Regions from separate parts of the Mus musculus genome. Here regions 1 and 3 are each linked to region 2. The links are chromatin contacts, called in public ChIA-PET maps. All regions are on one chromosome and are shown on one strand. The core of a region is the stretch at or near the end of the contact, and the rest is flanking DNA. Distances in the headings are between cores, read along the strand shown.

What was found. ChIA-PET counts read pairs in DNA pulled down with a chosen protein or histone mark.
Region 1: a contact with region 2 is called in an RNA polymerase II ChIA-PET map of memory CD8 T cells, with 7 read pairs. The contact joins two enhancer-like sites.
Region 3: an RNA polymerase II ChIA-PET map of memory CD8 T cells shows a contact between it and region 2, with 6 read pairs. The contact joins two enhancer-like sites. A contact is called at or near these places in 1 of 484 Hi-C or Micro-C datasets (CD4 T cells) and 2 of 115 datasets of contacts at active chromatin or transcription factors (double positive thymocytes and memory CD8 T cells).

What each region holds. Positions count from the first base shown.
Region 1 is chr4:44,032,357-44,037,035 of GRCm38.p6, forward strand. Gne (glucosamine (UDP-N-acetyl)-2-epimerase/N-acetylmannosamine kinase) reads right to left here. Exons shown (of 12, transcript NM_001190414.2): 12 at 1,719-4,679. Clta (clathrin, light polypeptide (Lca)) reads left to right here. Exons shown (of 6, transcript NM_001080384.3): 6 at 45-490. The coding sequence ends at 216. Among named protein-coding and RNA genes, the nearest start is that of Clta, 30 kb to the left of the region's middle. Within about 2 kb of position 3,000, at least 19 of the 459 cell types and tissues checked have an H3K27ac peak or open chromatin away from gene starts, as enhancers often do. A contact at or near this core is called in memory CD8 T cells, where this site is marked.
Region 2 is chr4:43,475,043-43,479,753 of GRCm38.p6, forward strand. No RefSeq gene overlaps it. Among named protein-coding and RNA genes, the nearest start is that of Sit1, 6.3 kb to the right of the region's middle. Within about 2 kb of position 3,294, at least 219 of the 459 cell types and tissues checked have an H3K27ac peak or open chromatin away from gene starts, as enhancers often do. A contact at or near this core is called in memory CD8 T cells, where this site is marked.
Region 3 is chr4:44,158,408-44,162,882 of GRCm38.p6, forward strand. The region is part of intron 2 of Rnf38 (ring finger protein 38); the gene reads right to left. Among named protein-coding and RNA genes, the nearest start is that of Mir5106, 61 kb to the right of the region's middle. Within about 2 kb of position 1,629, at least 26 of the 459 cell types and tissues checked have an H3K27ac peak or open chromatin away from gene starts, as enhancers often do. A contact at or near this core is called in memory CD8 T cells, where this site is marked.

The sequences.
Region 1 (4,679 bases), core at 1,750-4,249, 560 kb after region 2:
TTTTTTTTTTACATTAAACCAACATATTGTGTTATTGCTTCCAGGGCAGCAGAAGAAGCCTTTGTAAACGACATTGACGAGTCATCCCCAGGCACTGAGTGGGAGCGGGTGGCCCGCCTGTGTGACTTTAACCCCAAGTCCAGCAAACAGGCCAAAGATGTCTCTCGCATGCGCTCAGTCCTCATCTCCCTGAAGCAGGCCCCCCTGGTGCACTGAAGAGCCACCCTGTGGAAACACTACGTCTACAATATCTTAATCCTACTCAGTGAAGCTGTTCACGTAATTGGATTAATTATGTTGAGTTCTTTTGGACCAAACCTTTTGTCTTTAGAGTTGATCATTGTTTGTGATTGCATGTTTCCTTCAACTGTGTTCTCCCTGGCATTCAGAGACGAGAGAGGAAGAGGAAGGGAGAGGAGCTCCCGACAGTAGCCTCAACCTGTGCTTTTGTGCATTATTCTGAGAATAAATTTCTGTTTCAAACAATGTATACATGAAGCATCTTTAATTGATCTGAAAATGGTCTTGCAGCTTGGGGGACAGGTTTAAAGGGGTGAGTGATTCTCATTGATTTCTGGGGCTGAGAAGACACAGCCACTGAGTGTCCACCGTTCTAAACTATAGTAACTCCATATGTCTGGTGTTTGGGGGTTGAGATACTAGAGAGTGAGTCTAGGGTCTTGGGTGCCATGCATGGAACCTGCTATTAGCCTATCAGCCACTCTCTTTACCTTCTGAAATAGGGGTCAAATTTAAGAACCAGGTTAAAGGCCTCTCCATAAGGCCTTACTCCTCCCCACGAACCTCCGTGGCCCCAGAACATGGCCCTTGGTTTTGGTACTGGCTACATGCCGTTTCTGGGGTTTGCTTGGATATGTGACAGTTTTAAATTTTGATATTATCCAGATGAAATAAACTAGAGGACAAAGTGATGGCTGTGAGTTCCAAGGCTAGATCATAAAGGGCAGCACAGCTGGCATGTTACATCACTACCTGTAACCCCGCTGGCGTGTTTCAGCTCTGCCTGTAACCCCGCTGGCGTGTTACATCTCTGCCTGTAACCCCGAGCCACTTTTCAAGAAGCTCTTCTGCTCTGAAGCCACCGTGTATCAAGGAAACGCAAGCTCGCCCAGAGACCGCCTGAGAGACCTTCGTGTCAGCTCTAGGAAGTGCGCAATGCTAGGAGTAAAGGCTCTCCCACTTGTGACTCAGACGTCATGGATAGGGTTGCTGATGTTTAGAATCCTTCGTGTCTTTTGTTGTGCAGCATTGACAATTCTTGCTTAGCCACATGTAGCTTCATGAGGTGACAGAATGAGGGAAGAGGGTGGCCACGATGGCGCACACCTTTCATCCCAGGACTGGTGAAGCAGAGGCAAGTGGATCTCTTGAGTTTGAAGCCAGCCTGGTCTACAGAGTGAGTTTCAAGACCACCAAGGCTGCACAGTGAGACCCTGCCTTTAAAAAAGAGGAAGTAGTCATTGGCTTAGTGGGTGTTCAACATTTAGTTTTGAGCTTCCTTCTTGGGCCTACCTTTTCTCTGTGTCAAATACTAAATGCTAGCCTGGCAGTGGAGGCACACGCCTGTAATCCTAGCACTTGGGAGGCAGAGGCAGGTGGACTTTCAAGTTCGAGGCCAGCCTGGTTTACAGAGTGAGTTCCAGGACAGCCAGGGCTATACAGAGAAACCCTGTCTCAAAAAAACAAAACAAAAATACTAGTTTAATAATGGTCCTTTATAATAGCTCCTTTTCCCTTGGTTCAGAAAGCAGTGGCACTTGATAACATAAATTAGATAATGATAAAGCAGGGCCACAAATACAGAGCTCTTTTGGGAAAAGAAATGATTTTATGATTTTGGCAGAGGTGATGGTAAGCACACTGTAAGACTTGGACAAGGAAGTGTATCTTTTCTTTTAAAATTGGTTCAGAATTGCAATAAAAATATTTATTCAAATTGAGACAGTTTCACCATATATATTTTGTCAGAATATATTACACTTTCCACAGAGTTGATTAAAACCAGGATTTGGTTTTCAGTTTGGTATTATCCTTTCAAATACATGGCTCACAGCGTGGTAACAGTGCAGTTGTTTGGTTGCAGTGATTACAGGGTGACCCACTGGTGAGTGATGACCGCTTCGTGGGCATCCTTTGCTCCAGGCCTGGATAATAACCAGACCCAGGTGATGATTGACGGCAGCAGTTCTCATCCTGTGGGTCGTTGCCCCTTTGTGGGGTCGGAAGATCCTTTTCATGGGCATATATCATATCCTGCATATCACATATGTACATTATGATTCATTACAGTAGAAGTACAGTTAGCAAAATAGCAGCAAAGTAATTTTCTGGTTGTGGGTCACCACAACATGAGTTGTATTAATAAATACGTGGAACTATAGTAAAGGATTATAGCATTAGGGAGGCTGAGAACCACTGGTTAAAGGGCTGCATAGAACCAGCCCAAGACCGGCAAGTATGTAGGCGACAGACAGCAAAGCTGGAGGGCTGAACCTCTAAGCCCTTTGACACTCATGGCCCCGATAGGTATGAAGCTGCAGGGTTGGAGTTTGTCCTGCTGAGTTCTCCCTGCCTCTTTCCCACTGTGTCCCTAATTCCTTCCGTGCCCCATTCTTCATGCCCCTATTCCCATGCTTCCACTGCTCTCTTTGGAAGCAAAATGTATACTCTGCCATTGTGGGTTTACCAGGACGTCGTCGTTGAGAGGTCCCCTTACGTCTCAGAAGAAACGTAGTGCTTAGTATGGAGACTGTTAGGCTCCGGGGACTTGAATGGTGGACTGACTGACTGCTTTGCATGGCGGTACGTCCATGAGTTTATGGGAGTCAGGAGTGGATGCAGTTTGAATGGGAATGTCTCTGTAGGCTCAGGTATGTCGGTACGTGCTCCTCAGTGGTGCTGTTTGCTGGTGCAGTCTGGGTGAGTCCGTGGCCTGCCCTATTTGCATTCACTTCTGCTGCTGTTGGCTTGTCGTTGAAGATGTGGTTTCTCAAGCTCCCTGCCCTGGCTTCCTGTTCCTGTGCCTTCCCTGCCTTTATGAATCCTCTAGAACTGTAAGCTAATGAAACTCTCCCTTCTGTAAGTTGCCTTGGTCACTTCCATCACAGCAGCAGAAGGTAACTGATACACTGGCACGTGTGGGTGCTTACTCCAGGGTACAGTCGGTAGGCAGAACTGAGGACTTTTATATTTTGTCATCCAAGAAAAAGCAGATGTTAAGCTGGGTGTGGTGATTGATTGTTTATAATCCCAGTACTCTGGAAGCGGGGGCAGGAGGATTGCTGTAAGTTTAAGATGAACCAAGCGAGATTACAGAGACAAGCGAGATTCTGTCTCGAAAACAAACACATCAAAAAGACAATAATGTAGTCCAAATCCAGATCCATGGCTCTGGGCTTTAGGTGTCACAAAGTACACGTAAATGTGTATGCTGACATTCTGGGACACAGAGAGCAGTGAAAGGCTTTCTTTCCAGAAGCTCTGAGGCCGGCCTGCCTGCCTGCAATCTCTGGGAAGATAAGGACAGCCACTAAGGCCGTCATAACTTGGACCCCAGTCTAAAGTATCTCACAAACTCCTCAAGTAAAGCATCTCTCAGCAGACACAGGGGTGCGGTGACACATCTGTCCTGTCCCGGGGTGCGGTGACACATCTGTCCAATCCCTTGGCTGGTGGTGGCTACTTAACAGGAGTATGCCTTCTTGAAAAGTTGTGAAATGTATTATGTTGCTAAAAAAATCAAAGTGAGTGGGCATTTCTGGTGAGCTTGTCTTCTGTTGTGTGACAGGCTCTCTCTGTGGTCTGAGGAAGGACTAGTAAACTAAGCCTTCCCATGATGCTAGCTAGCATCCCGAGGTCTATGAGGAGTCCTAAGTCTTCTGGGTCAGGTGCTATTGCTCCTTTTGGTGCAGGAAGTGTCCCTGGAACCCACAGCAGGGTTTGCAGTGAGATGACCCTATCAGAGCAGCCTTGGCGAAAGCTCATGGGGAAAGTGGATTTGAAAGGTGTGATACTATTCTTGGTTGTCAACTTGATTACATCTGGAATTAACTAAAGCCTAAGAGGCTGGGTACACCTGGGAGAGATTTTTAATTAAATCCTTTGAAGTAGGAAGGTCCACTTTTGATCCACATCTTTTGAGGTGGGAAAATCCACCTTTAATCGGGGCCACACCTTTCGGTGACAGCTTCTGTAAAGTACAAGGAAGAAGGAAGCAATTGCTATTGCCTGGTGGCCCTTGCTTTCCATTCACGGTTATTAAAGCCTGCTGCACGAGTCTGACGTGTACTGAAGACCAGCTGAGACATCCAGCCCTAGGCACTGAACAGGACTCTTGGGCTGTCCCTTGCAAGACAGCCACTGTTGGACTAGCTGAACCACAGCCTGTGAGCCATTCTGATAATCCCTTTTATAGAGAGATTCTGGTATTTCTGGGACCAGATATCAAGTTTGCCTTTTGAAAAATAAGCTTTATTTGTATGTGTGTGGAGAGGGGTATGTACATCTGAGTGCAGCTGCCCCCGGCAGAGAGGCATTGGGTCCCCTGGAGCTTGGCTTCCAGGCAGCTGAGCTGCCTGACATGGGTGCTGGGGACTGGCAGGAGCAGGGCAGGCTCTTAACCACTGAGCTGTCTCAGCAGCCCTCCCCCCAAATTTGCC
Region 2 (4,711 bases), core at 2,044-4,543:
AGTAAGCAGACTTCCTGGTTCCTGCCTCCTGAGTTCCTGCCTTGGCTTCACTCAGTGTTTAACAGTGATCAGGACAGGGGAGCTAAACCAACCCTTTCTTTCCCACGTTGCTTTTGGTCATTCATGGTCTTTATCACAGCATTAGAAAGGACCTGAGACAGGAGCTCATCCCGTGACAGCACCTCCCAGCAAACATCACAGTGCTCTCGGGAGCTCTCTATGATAGAGTGAAGTTAATTTAACATTTTGTTGTTGTTGTTGTTGTTCAGAAAACCATTGAGGAGATGTTCTTTCTAGGAGCAGCTCCAGGTTGTTCCGTGTGAGGAAAGCAGACCACAGGGGTGTAGCTCGGCCAGCAGAACAGAAGTAAAATAACAAGGAGGCAGATTTGGTTCGAAATCTCTAAAGTTCTATGATTACAAAGAGCAGAAGTAAGTGCTTCATCAGGTAATAAAGTCCCCACCTCTGGAAGTGTCCACGCAGAGGCCTGGAGGGTCATTCCTGCAAACGCTGTGAGTTTAGAACAGACCTTTCAAACTCTTGCTAACTAAATAATTCTAGAAATAGATAAACTAGGCTAGGAGAACTAGTCACCCAGCACATTAAACAAAAATGTTATTACCAGGGGCTAGATAGATGCCCTGGCCACTCTTCAGAAGACCCAGGTTCACATCCCACAGGGCAGCTCACAACTGTCTAGAACTCCAGTCTCAGGGGATCTGACGCCCTCCTCTGGCCTCCTCCAATACAATTGATACACACACACACAAATAAAATTAAGTTAAATTATAATGATATTACCAGAGTCTGAGGACAAGTGGTAGAGAAACAAGTTTTAATCAATACAACCAAGAACAAATAAAGGGGGTTCAGTGACTCCCAAGTTCATTTTCAAGGGGCTAATGGGAACTTTTTTAAAGGAAACAAGGTAGCCAGGGTTTGCACCTCTGGCAGGGGGTGGTCTGATTAATCACTGTCTCAGTTATGGCTTTCCAAGGGTTCTGAAGAAGCTGTTACTGATGTTTTCGTTAGATGGCCAGAGTCTGTCTCTAGGTGGCAGCCTCAAACTGTGGGTGACTGTCCTTACTCAGGGACCCGGGTGAGCTGCCCTGTAAGCTTTGCTATTACTTAGGGGGTGTTTTATCCCCTTGTGATAAAGATGTTTGTCAATGAGTCTCTCCTTCCTGGTGTCTGCAGGAGAGAGTGACCCAGCATGTTAGGCCTACTGTTAGGCCTGTAATCCTAGAAATTTAGGAGGCAGAGGCAAGAAGAACCCGAGTTTAAGGCTGGCCTGACCTTCGTGAGACTCCCAAGAGGAAAGGGACTCAGAAGGAAAAAGCAAAACAAACCAAAAAAAAAAATAAAAAAAACTGCCAGAAGGGAAAGCTAGAGCAGAATGGAACAAAGTGATTCAAAGTGATTTTATCTGGTGTCTCCTTCAGTATCTTACATCTTTCATTATCTTTTTTTTGTTTTGTTTTGTTTTTTTTTGTTTTTTTGTTTTTTGTTTTTCGAGACAGGGTTTCTCTGTATAGCCCTGGCTGTCCTGGAACTCACTCTGTAGACCAGGCTGGCCTCGAACTCAGAAATCCGCCTGCCTCTGCCTCCCAAGTGCTGGGATTAAAGGTGTGCGCCACCACTGCCCAGCCTAAGTTGCTTTTTAAAGTTTATTTCCATGTATTAGTTAGAGCCAAGGCTTTAAGTGACTATGTCTTCAAGACCTGGCAGCACAAGGCCACCCAGCTTTGCCCCCTACTGGTAGGCAAAACCTTCCTGGACTTCAAACCCATCTGATGGACTGAAAAGGCCAGGTTAACGCTGGCGAGGCCTAGTACAGGCAGCTCCTGCTATGGCCTACAGCTCCTCACCACCTCTAAGTATAAGGAAGTTCAGAACTTCCTGTTCATCTTTGGTCCGAAACCCTTCTCCTCTGCTCCAAAGTTTACATACCTATCATCAGAGATGAGGTCTCAGCGAGAGGGAAAGCTAGGGATGAAGAAGGCTCTGGTGACTTCCCAGAAACATCTGCCCCCTGGCTGACATGATACACCGTGTGTGTGTGTGTGTGTGTGTGTGTGTGTGTGTGTGTGTGTGTGTGCCACACATGCCAAAGAATCCACAAAGAAAGGAACTTGGAACTGTCGGCTTGTACTGGGTCAGGTGAGGTGACTAACCGGAGAGGTGTGGTTATGTTCTTTGGTTTAGGAACTAGAAAGGGAGTTGTCTTAGTTTGCTTGTTAAGTGCTTAGAATTTGTGCCAGAGCGTAAGCCTTAATGATAGAGATGAGAGAAGACAAATAAAAAAAGAGGGAAAAAGCCACACATAGTGGCACACGCCTTTAATCCCAGCACTTGAGAGAAAGAAGCAGGCGGATCTTTTAGTTTTTCTTTTTTTTTTTCGTTTTTTTTTTTTTCGTTTTTGGTTTTTCGAGACAGGGTTTCTCTGTGTAGCTCTGGCTGTCCTGGAACTCACTTTGTAGACCAGGCTGGCCTCGAACTCAGAAATCCGCCTGCCTCTGCCTCCCAAGAGCTGGGATTAAAGGCGTGCGCCACCACGCCCGGCTATGGATCTTTTAGTTTAAGGCCTGACTGGTCTACAAAGCAAGTTCCAGAACAGCCAGAACTATGCAGAGAAACATTGTGTTGAAAAACAATAACAAAATAAAAAAGGAAGAAAAGAAAGAAAGAAAGGAAGAAGAAGAAGGAAAAAGGAAGGAATGAAGGGAGGAAAGAGAGAAAGAAAGGAAAGGGAGGAAGGAAGAGAGAAAGGAAGGAAGGAAAGAGAAAGAAAGAAAGAAAGAAAGAAAGAAAGAAAGAAAGAAAGAAAGAAAGAAAGAGAGAGAGAGAGAGAGAGAGGGAGAGGGAGGGAGAAGGAGGGAGAAGGAGGGAGAAGGAGGGAGAAGGAGAGAGAGGAGAGAGAGAGAGAGGAGAGAGAGAGAGAGAGAGAGAGAGAGGCAGGCAATGAGCGTGGTTCAGTGGTATATCACTGATCAATTGCTTAGCATGAATGAGGTCCCTGGGTTTGGTTAGCACTGAGAGGATAGGGAGGGATAAAGAGAACACATAGAACACAGGCTTCAGAGATTGAAAGAAAAATAAAATTCAGAACACACGCCATTGGGGCTACACATAAAACAACAACAACCAACCAACCAACCAACCAACCAAACAAACAAACAGGAACTCAGTTATAAGCGATGTTTGCCCAACTCCAATAAGGCCCTGGGCTGGAGTCATGGGCAACGCCAAACCAGGGGACTACAATTCCCAGGATGCTATGGGCCAGGCCTCATCACGCCTGCGCAGAGGTGATGGCGCTGCCTCTTTACGTCTGGAGGGGGCACTGGAGCTTACTTAGTTCTGAAGGCTTTGAGTTCGTGCTGAGACCAGTCTGGGGTTCTAAATCAGCTTCCTGAGCCTTAGAGCATTCAGCCCTGGTTCCTGCTAGTGCCAGTGTGCTATTCCGATCAGCTCCTCTTCGAAGCCTAAACTCTCTCACGTCCTTCGGGTGCGGACTCTGAACCAGTTTCAGAAGCACAGCCCCACTCAAAAGCCCACATCCCGATGCTGTGGTTCCCTCCTTCCGGTGTCTGCCCCCAAACCATCCTTCCTCCCTCCCACACAATTGCCTGACCTTGATTGCGACCTAGGTGTCCCTTAGAGAGATCCAAGTTGGCATCCTCAACGGTACAGAGACCAGAAGCACCCCAGTACCATCCTTCTCACGGAAGGTTCCCTACTCTCTGGATGTCTTTGGGACTTTGCAAATGGAAAGGAGAAAAGTGTAGAAATGAAAACCTCTGCTTCCTCTTTCTTTTTCTGTTTGTTTTTGTTTTTTTGAGACATGGTTTCTCTGTATAGCCCTGGCTGTCCTGGAACTCACTTTGTAGACCAGGCAGGCCTAGAACTCAGAAATCCACCTGCCTCTGCCTTCCGAGTGCTGGGATTGCTGGGATTAAAGGCGTGCGCCACCATGCCCGGCTTGCTTTCTCTTTCTTATGTCCTTCAAACACCAAAAAGGTTGGTGGCGCTGGAGCTCAGGCTGAAGGCGATTTCTTCCCCCCTCCCCCCTCCGTTCTGCTATGGGATGCTGGAGCTAAGAAGGAGTTGGACTTTTTTCCAGAGTGGGGTGGATCACAGATGGGCTACAGAAAAGTTGGAGGATTGGTGCAAGGATTGGTTAAACAGAGCAGTGTGTTGCCACCGGGAGAGTTGGCGAAAGCTTGAACAGTATAGAACTGGGCTATATTCTGTGATGGGACCACAAAGATGGGTGTATAGTGGATGCCACTTTGTTTTAAAACCGAAATATTTCTAATCCATCACCTTGTCCCCATGCCTACTGAGACATTGTTCGATGTTTCTGACATCTTTGTAAGGGCCCTTCCGAGCTCCATCCTACAGGCCTCCAGCCCACACGGCGACCACTGGAGCTTATTCCTTGCTTCACTCCGTTTTTCACTCTTTTCCACCTCGCCAGAAGCAGGAAATCCAAGCTCCTTGGCACGACTGGCTTCTGTCAGGCCACCGGACTCATCTTGCTCCTTTCCTTTCTATCGCCTTTATCGCGGGGGTGGGGGGTAGGGGGGCAGCAACTCTATAGAAGCCTCCTCTCCTTTGCCTTGTGGTGCCCCCTGCTGGACTGTTTTCTACTCGGTACCTGTTGAGTCATTTTTATCTCTGAATTCCTCCACAGGACTCCATGTTTTCC
Region 3 (4,475 bases), core at 379-2,878, 680 kb after region 2:
GAGCAATCTTTTAATAACCCAAAGATGGTTTTAGTGTATCAGTACTCATTTTCATCTTATATATAATTTCTTTAAATCAAGTTTTTATGTATAGGTGCTAGGAGGTACAGAAAGGAAACACCATATGTTCTGGGCACTACGCAAGCAGTGATGGCTTAAAACAGACGCTTTCATTTATCCTTTCCTACACCCTACATATTTTACTTTTATCTTCCTACAGAAACTGAATGGTTAGAACAAATGATTAAGACATAAAAGATTTTTTTTTTTAAAAAACAGAGTATTAAGTGGCAAAATAATGAACAGTAGCTCAAGAGAAGATTCTTCAGAAAAGCTCAGAGTTACCTTCAAGAAGTCTCTGAGAAGAGTACTAATTTCCACATACAACAGAAAGTAAGAGGATACTCACAAGCTTGTTTAAGCCTTCCTAGAAACAAGCTAGAATGTATCTGTGACTTTCAGCCCTGTGTAGGGAAAGGGTAAACATATAAGAACCTGGAAGAAAGCTTTGAAGTGAGCATCCTCTTGAATGGTAGTGTTCTGATCACTTGGGAGAAGAGGGAACAGGCTCTGAAGTCTCACCCTTTCACAAATCACCTTGTTAGGATGGCCAGGTAGAGGTGCTGAATTGGCCCCGGGAGATATCTGGGAAAAAGAGGGAGAAGAAAAGGATAGTTCATGCTGGCCATACTGACATGGAGAACAAGCCTATGAAGGAGAGCTGAGGTTTCGAGTGTGATAGTTCTGTCAGCAGACGGGGCAGGGCAAGAGGAACTTTAAACACAAAATACAGGCTGCACGAACGGTCTCTAGCAATGGAGCTTCTCATACAAAAAGGTTTGAGATAAAAAATATCACAGCTTGGGGAGCTCAAGTCCCTGTTCCCCAAATACCTAGGAATAGTAACCTCTAAAGACCAGACTTCAGGCTAAGACCTGAGGTAAAACACTTAAGTGGAGTGATGAATGTTTACCTACACTGTATTTTTTTCTCAATGTACTTTTAGTGACCTTGGTGAAAAAAGACTTGACAATACTTATGGTAAAAGTTCTATACTATCAGCTGAAAGACTGTGTGTACTTCATGTACAAATGTTACGTTTAACTGAGGATGGCCTGTCCAGTCTATCCAATAAACTTTAGCTACATCTATTCAGTACTAGGGAGGCTGAGGCAAGAACATCCCAAGTTCTAAGCTAACCTGGGCTAGAAATCATGATCTTGTCTCAAGATTTAAAAAAAAAAAAAAAAAAAAGAAAAGCAAATGAAAATCCTCAAACAGTAACAAAAGGCCAAATAAAGGAAACAACACAAAACTAAAGGCTCTGCTAAGGAAATGAAGACAAACTCCTAAGTCTGAAAGTAAACAACTGTAACGTAAAAATCTGGACTGTAGTTTAAATCTCCTTACATTTGTGTAAGTCTGTAGCAATTTAAAACCATGAACAACACTCTTCACTATGTTGTGACAGTGAAATTTTCCTTGGGGACTCCAAGTTTAAAGACTTGTTTATGCTCACACATACAAAAAAAATAAGATAAAATAAAACGTGCTTAACACCGTGTGCTTTTACAGTTTTTTCCCTCAGTCTTAGATCTAAGGGTCTCCTTGGTAACAGGCACTAAACAAAAAAAGGGCGTGGTTTCCTACCTTCTAACAGGCATATGCTAGCAAAAAAAGGAGGGGAAGGTGGAAAGGAAAGAAAAAGAACCAAATCAATCGCTGTTAAGTAAGTTTCTGATGACACTGACACGGAGTGCTCTGCTCTGAGAGCCGGACGGGAGCAGGAGAGTAAGAAAACACAGCTCGGGGCTGGTGAGATGGCTCAGTGGGTAAGAGCACCCGACTGCTCTTCCGAAGGTCCAGAGTTCAAATCTCAGCAACCACGTGGTGGCTCACAACCATCCATAACAAGATCTGACTCCCTCTTCTGGTGTGTCTGAAGACAGCTACGGTGTACTTACATATAATAATAAATAAATCTTAAAAAAAAAAAAAGAAAACACAGCTCTCAGAATGGCAGATAGTAAAAGAGATGCTAGAGAGGAATTTAAGGACATCATAAAGTGAATGCTGTAGTACTGCCATGCTTTGATCATCTCTGACCCATCTGTAACTTTGTTGTCAATGTGGCATAAACCTCATAAACATGGTAAGAACAAAAATACTGCCAAAGACCTACTACCACCCCTCAGAGGTTAATAAAGAGGAATATTTGTTAGTTTACTACACAGTATATTTTGGATATAAACTATAGTTTATCTCTGTATTGCAAACATAATGTGCACTCTTTACACTTATGAGTATGTGAAGAACAGTGAAGAATATTTACTGTTTTCTAAAAGCTAAGAGATATATACATGTTAAGGAACTAAGCTATAAGGATTAAAAAATAAAAATCCCAAAGACCTTATTTTAATTAAAAAGCGACGGTCAACAAGATGGCTCAGTAGGTAAAAGGGCTTGCCACCAACTCTGATGGCCTGGATTAGATTCCTGAAACCCACATAGTGGGTAGAGAAAGAGAATTTACTCCCCAAAGTTTGTCTTATGACCTCCACATGTCATGGTTTAAATGTGTGCCACCCTATTAAATAAGCGTGAAAAGGGGAGGACAGAATGGATGCAAGCAACCAACAGTATGATATTCACGCACTATAAAGCAGGAAATACTGGAACATAACTGAATTAATAAGAAAATAAAAGGTAGATTTGATTCCCAGCACAGCACAGCCGTGCAAGTGGCTTGTGCCTCTGACCAGAGCCCTCCTAAGCAGAGGACTGCTAAGAACTCTAGGCCAGCCTCACATAGTAAGTCCTTTCTCAAAACAATAAAACCAACCCAAAAGAGATAAGACGTATATTTGCCATTCTTGATCTTCATTCAGCAAGGAATGTCACAAAAACCTCTCTCCAAATGAGCTGTTCCTTCTTCTAATTAGTACTCTACCTGCAATTCTCTTGGGCGGTTTTTTATGTTCACATAAGTGAAACCTGTAGTGATTTTCACTTTTTAAAGTAAATGGATTCTTTGTATCGTGCACCACATGTGCGCCAGGTGCCCCTGGAGGCCAGAGAGGGCGTGGTCTACCCTGAACTGATTAGATGCAGCCAGTGTTCTTAACTGCTGAGCGCTCTCTCTGGCCCCGTCTGTGTTTTAAGCAAGTCATTTACCATCAACAATCGTGGTCGGTTTTACAAATCTCAAGTACAAGCACCTGGCTAGCAGAACAGAAATCAGAGTCCGCTTTATTCTTCACTCTTTGATCCTTTGGAAAATGTTCCATCATCACAAGTAAAAACAAACAACAAACCCCTGGCACCCTTGGCTCTTGTCACACTAGGAGCTTTTAAGTATATCTTTTCTATCCACAATAGTTTTCTTCTGTCAGAAACTCCATTTATCTCTAAAGACAAATAATATGGTGGAAGAAATTATATTCAAGTCCTACCGTATCTATAATGCATCACCACTGGGCTTGACTGAAGCTAGCACTGACCCTCACGGTAAGTTCATAGATTTATTTGTGTGGAATATATGATAAGCTGACTTCCTATATAACATGTCACCATAAACTCTCATCATTTGTGTATAATCCTCCCTTATTATACTTGGAGCAGATCCCACTGATGTGGGGGAGGGGGAGCAAAGTAGGAATGCATCTCAGGGGGATCAAGATTCCAACAGCTGATCTAAGTTAATCAGGAGAGAGCACCCTAGGAGAACCTGACTTAATCAGAGGCAGTCCTAAAAAACACAACTGAGCCTTTCTTGAGAAGCTATCAGCCTTCCAAACTAAGGTACAGCGCTGTCAGGTGAGAAAAGGGAGCCACAGAGCAGGGAACTGGGGACAGCGGCCCTAGGCACCAGGCCAGAGCAGTTACCATAATCTGTCAACCAATGATTTTAAAAGAAAACAACCAAGGAAAGAGTGTGAACTCCGGCCAGGTAAGAAAGATATGAGCAGAAGACCCAATAGCTTATACCAGAGCTTCTCATACAAGGTTTTTGGCTGGTTGGTTTTCTTGACGAGGGTCTTACTATATATATAACTTAGGCTGGCCTTGGAACTCAAGAGATCTGTTTGTCTCTGCCTCGCAGAAGCTGGGATTTAAGTCCTGCACCACACATAAATTTTAAGATAATAGGTGGTTGTTTAAATTCCAGGTAATCAGATAAATACAACAGAAAGCTAATGTAACATACTACATCTAAATTTACACAACTAAAATGAAATGTTCGGGACTCAAACTTTCCTTACGGAAGCATAAACTAAGATATTTTTATAGGGCTTGGATATCACTCAATGGTAGGGCACTTATCTAGCATGCACAAGCCCTTGCATTTGAATTCTCAGAACCCCCTCCCCACAATTTTTTTAAAAATTGAAACAAAATCTCAACTGATAATGGCTAATTTCATGTCAGGAGATGAACTGAACCCTGTGTTGATTAGTTCTGTCAACCTGATACAA